2 separate regions of the Capra hircus genome follow, and region 2 is linked to region 1. Evidence: chromatin contacts called from public Hi-C data. All regions are on one chromosome and are shown on one strand. Each heading gives the region's core, a stretch centred on a gene start, on an enhancer-like site or on the middle of the called end of the contact. The rest is flanking DNA. Distances are from core to core; before and after follow the strand shown.

Evidence for each region. A called contact is a pair of places that touch in the nucleus more often than the background predicts.
Region 2: a Hi-C map of blood shows a contact between it and region 1, with 2.6 times the contacts expected there. The contact joins two enhancer-like sites. A contact is called at or near these places in 4 of 5 Hi-C or Micro-C datasets (blood and liver).

What each region holds. Positions count from the first base shown.
Region 1 is chr1:72,940,102-72,942,674 of ARS1.2, reverse strand. No RefSeq gene overlaps it. Among named protein-coding and RNA genes, the nearest start is that of CPN2, 26 kb to the right of the region's middle. Within about 2 kb of position 1,269, at least 3 of the 5 cell types and tissues checked have an H3K27ac peak or open chromatin away from gene starts, as enhancers often do.
Region 2 is chr1:73,435,927-73,438,499 of ARS1.2, reverse strand. No RefSeq gene overlaps it. Among named protein-coding and RNA genes, the nearest start is that of OPA1, 150 kb to the left of the region's middle. Within about 2 kb of position 1,274, at least 4 of the 5 cell types and tissues checked have an H3K27ac peak or open chromatin away from gene starts, as enhancers often do.

The DNA of each region.
Region 1 (2,573 bases), core at 20-2,519:
CTGCAAGTGGGGGCTACTCTCTAACGGTGGTGCTGCCCTTCTTGTTGCAGTGGCGTCTCTTATTGTGGAGCGTGGGCTCTAGAACGCAGGCTCAGTAGTGCTGGGCGTGGGCTTCTTTGCTCCGTGGCATGTGGGATCTTCTCAGACCGCGGATCTAAACCCATGTCCCCTGAACTGCAAGGTAGATTCTCAACCACTGGACCACCAGGGAAGCCCAGGAGAAGGGTTCTTGAGGAGGCAGGTCCAGGGCCACAGAAGGCAGAACGGGGAGTGACGTGCTGCAGGTCTTAAAGAATCAATAGACATTTACCTGTAGAAAGAGAGGGTGGTCCAGGCAGAAGAAACAGGTGAACAAAGGGTGGAGGGCCACGCAGAGCGTGCGTGGTGGGAGGAGGTGGGTGTGGAGGATGGCCAGGGCTGGAAGGTAGCATGGGACTAGACTGGAAACACCAGCTCTAAAGTTAGGTTTGATTAGAAAAGGTCTGGGGACCTTGTCTAAAGCCCCAGGCCACTGTGGAGGAAGGTGGGGTGGCAGGGTGTCCTTGTGGGAGGCTGCTGGGGTCATCCTAGCAAGAGATGATAAAGACTTGCCCCAGGTTGCAGCAGACGGGAGGGGTGAGTGAGCTGAAGAGGATTCCAGAGGCACAGTCCTCTGACTCAGTGACTGGTTGTGTGAGGGGGAGGCGAGGGAGGCTGAACACTCTGACTTGGTGCCATCCTGAGGGGGAAGGAGTGGTCTCAGTCAGGAGTTCAGTTGGGCCACAAGAAGCACGCTGGTATCTCAAACAGAGGGAATTGGTTGCATACTGATGTAAAAGCTGAGAAGCCGCATAAGATGTTGAGGCTGCACAGCGGTTAGCAATGGGGAAAACCACTGGCACCACCCAGAGAAGGAGGGATGGAGTGGGAGGCAGTGTGAGGAGAGCTGGAAGGCCAGCCGAAACCAGAACAGGCCTGTGCAGTGGGAACTGGGGGCATGGAGGAGCCCCAGGCCCTGCTGGAGACGCTTCCCGGAGTGGAGAGAGGGGAAGATCCTGGCCTCTCTCCGCCCACCTGCTAATGGCCAAGTACATGAAAGCCCAAAGACAGGAAATGCCTGGCACAGGACTACTAGAGGCACCTGGGTGAGCAAAGATGAGTGCAGACCTAACATGGGAAGTGTGAGGGACCTCCCTGGCAGCGTACCCAGCGTGCACTGCAGACGCAGACTTAGGGCTGGAGAGGCAGGTGTCATCAGCATGGCTCTGTTGGAGGTTTTCCCAGGGGAGGCAAAAGCTGACTCATGCCTGAGTCACACCTTCCCGGAGCTGAGCCTCGTGGGTGGGGCAGGGCAAGGGGGTGTCAGGTGGCTCAGTGAGATGCCAAGCCCCAAGGTCAGGAGAAAGGCTGGCCAGGAGAGGCTGTCAGACCCACGTCATCATCCACACCTTGGTGCTCTCTGGGCCTTGGCTTCCAGTCTGTAGAGAGAATACTGCGCCCCCATCACTGGGAGAACAGAACCGTACAAAGGCACTTTGTGAACATGAGGCTCTGTCTATGCCAGGAAGACCAGAATGCCCAGCAGTCGCCAGGAACAACAGGGGCTCAGTGACACCAGGGCTGGGCAAGGCATTCAGGTTGAGTTTGCTGTGCCCCTGGGGTTTCCTAAGGTCACACATGCCTGCAGAGAGACCACTGGCAAGTGCAGAACCCAAGCTGGCTCCACAGAACACAGGACGGGATGGGATCCTTGAATTCCCCTGGTGTTAGGAACCTTGGCCTGGATCCCTGAAATGATGTGCAAGATCCTATAGGTACTTCTTTCCTGCAAGAGAGTCTGATTCTTAGAGGATTGACAACCACAGGGGCTGACAAACTACACGTTAAGCCACTCCACACTGCAGCCCCACTTCCCACCTGCCCAGCCTGCACCAGCAGCCCCAGTCATGGAACTGCTAGCGGTTGCCCCCAACGCTCCAGGCTTTTTCAAATCCTTGACCGTTAGAGGATGCTGCCCCTCCACCTGGAATCTCTCTCCTCCCCTCTCCTCCCACACATTTGTCTCCAGTCTTCAACACTCAGTTCAAGCATCACTCCCTCCTCTGGCCTCCTGCCCCCTGGCCCCAGTCCTAGATGGACGTGGCAGACTGCATTCTCCAAAGGCTCTGACATACTTAGGCCATCCTGTAAGATCCCCCAGCAGTATGATGGATATACACTACCCCCACGGAGAGGAGAGTCTCTGTCCTCTCTCCTTGGATCTTGGATCTGGAGGGCAGGGTGGCTTGTGACTGGCCTGACCAGTGGAGCACAATGATGCCTTCAGGGGCCAGGTCAGAAAAAGACAGCACTCTGCCTGGTTCTCATTCATTTTCTCTCTTTCCCCTTCCATCTCTGGGTCCTCCTGGGACCAGTCACCACGCTGGGAGGAATCAGGGCCACAGAGACAGCCATGGGCCTAGAGTCAACAACCACAGCAAGTATGGACCTTCAGGTCACCCCTGGGAGGCCCTACATAATGGTGTAGAGGCAAGCTGTCCCCACTAAGTTCTGTCTGTATACTGGCCCCCAGAGTCCCTGAGAGATAATAATGA
Region 2 (2,573 bases), core at 25-2,524, 500 kb before region 1:
CACAAATCTAGGGAGAAAGCAGTGAACTCTCTTCCTGGAATAGAGGGCATATCCAAATATGGGCTGGGGATCTCCCCATCTCCTTCCCTGGGTGGAGTGGAAGATCAAGACAAAGCCACTAGCGCCTGCAAGGAAGCAACGGGTACCGAGGGAGGTGCATCTGAAGCTGGGCTTAGGTCCTCCTTGAGCTGGCAAAGTTCTCCCTAGGGAAAATACCAGAGATGCCTGGCTCAGAGGAAGTTGCCTGGCATCATCTTCCGGAGATAGTGATTGGGCAGATACCATCTCTCTCCACCAGCTTGGCAGGAGCCTGGTCTTGTGTGGAGAGGTGGGGCGTTCTCTGGGATCCGGTGAGCACTTGCAGAGCACCTGTCCTCTCTGCAGGCAGAGGAAATCAGTGTAGGAAGGAGACAACTGTGCGGCCAATCCTGGCTTCTCCCAGCGCAGATAGGCCGTACGTCCAATCTCCTCCCTGGGCAAACAGAGCCCAGTTTTATGCGAGTTGGCCATGGGACTGCTTTCCCAGCCATCCCTACTGGAGTGGCCCAGGAGATGCCAGAGTGTGAGTCATTAAATGGGTCTTCAAGGGGACTGACCAAGTAAGGAGGAACCCCAGAAACCCTTGGGCCCCTCTTCTTCTCTGGATGCAGAGGTGAGGGCTAGAACTTAAGTGGTCATCTTGGTCCATAAGGCCCATGAGGGAGTCATGCTGTGGGAATGGCTAAGGAAAAAGCTGGAAGGAGCTCTGGTTCCCCATGAGTTTGTGGACTGCAGCTATCTGCGGATGCCTTTTTGACAAGGAAATAAGCCCCCAATTTCACAAAGTCAGATCCGTGATTGTGGGTCTGTTACTAGCCGTACAAAGTCCCTACCAGGTACAGGTTGACTCAGAAAGTAGTGAGCAGTAGTAGCTGGAGATGCGCAAGCGTCTGCTGTGGGGTTAGAGAGTGAGGGGGAGGGCGGAGGGTGGGTGAGTAGGAGCTGAGTGCGAACCGAAAGCCTTCCGTGTTTTGTCCTCGATGACCCCGGCCACTGTGCCTATACTGTAGGAGCCCCATGGGGTGTTCAACCCCAGACTGTTGTGGCTATTAGTTCAACGGCTTTACTCTGAGCCTTAAAGCAACACGCCACAAAGAGAGAAATTCCGCACAACTTAGGGGCCAGTTTGAACCGCCTGCTTCTAAAACCCTAGGCTTTGCAGTAGAAGCCTGGGAGGCTGGAGTGCAGGTGGCTCCCTGGAAAACCACCGTTTCAGCGCCACTGCCCATTGGGCCTATAGGGGGCGCTAAGGAACTGCGGGATTCCTGTCTCCTCTCTGGCTGAGTCTCCAGCCACCCTTATCCTAGGCCAAGTAAAGAGGAAAAATGGGGCTGGAGCTGGGGCTGGGGCTGGGGCTAGGTTACAATGGACGGGGACGAAATCCTCACCCTTTACGCCATTCTTCTTAAAGATCTAAAAATGCCAAGCATCTGGTTTTACAGTTCAGAAAAAAATTCCCACCCCCACCAAGCGCTGCGATGAGAGCTCAACACTTCTGTTCCTGAATCTGGGGTTGGGGAGGGGCCTTGGAGACCAGCCAGTAGTCCTCACCATGCGTTTAGCAAATGAGGAAACTGCCGCAGGAGAAGGGAAGCGATGGGTCCAAAGCCACACAGGGCAGGGCGTTAGAGGCAGTGCAGGGATGTGAATCCGGGCCTTCCAATTTCCAGTCTGGAGTTCTTTCCACCACACCCACCACTGTGGCCGCATTTGTTTTCTTTTCTGGCCCTTGGGGGACTTTGGCAGGGCTGGGGGTCTGATGTGAACTGGAATCTGTTTAATTTCACCTCTCATTGCTTCTGCCAGCTCGCCAGCGCTGGCTGACGGAGGCAATTAGAACCAGACATCCCAGAAGGGCATTCCTGGGAGATCTCTTAAAATTCCACAGCAGCTGGGGACTTGCCTTTTCCTGCAGGGACCATCTGGTGTGTAAATACCCAGTTGTGTAAGTCACGGGGTGAAGGGGGATTCACACACACACAGGCTATCTCTTGATACTCACAGACAGAAACACAGAGAAATATTCAGTAGCAACCTCTTTCCTTCCTACCTCCCAAAGAGAGAGGTTAGTAGTTTACAGGCCACCCTGGGAACATCTGATTACTTATTTCGGAGGGGTGAGCACTGTTTGCTCTGGGCGTGGGTGACAGAGGGGTGGGGGGACATTCCTGTTTTTCTTCCACACACACCACCCCCCCCCTCCGCCCCCCACAGATGGCTGCTTACACCTGGGCTCTGGGAGATGGCCAAGGGGTATTTGTGGCCAGCTCAGCGAATATGCAGCCATGCAGGAGCCTGGCTCAGAGGTGTTACCTCAGCTTCTCTGTGGGCAGCTGAGCCTCCGAAAGACAAGACTGCAGAGCCAAGAACCGCAGTGAGGGGCCCCTGACTTGGACTTCGCTGCCTGTGACATCCAGGGACGGCGACATCCGAAACTGAAGAAGGTGGGCCCTCGGCTGAGAGTTGACGGTGGACCTCTCTGTTTCTCAGGGGCTCCCATTCCACACTCATTATCAGGAAATCCTGCATGGGCC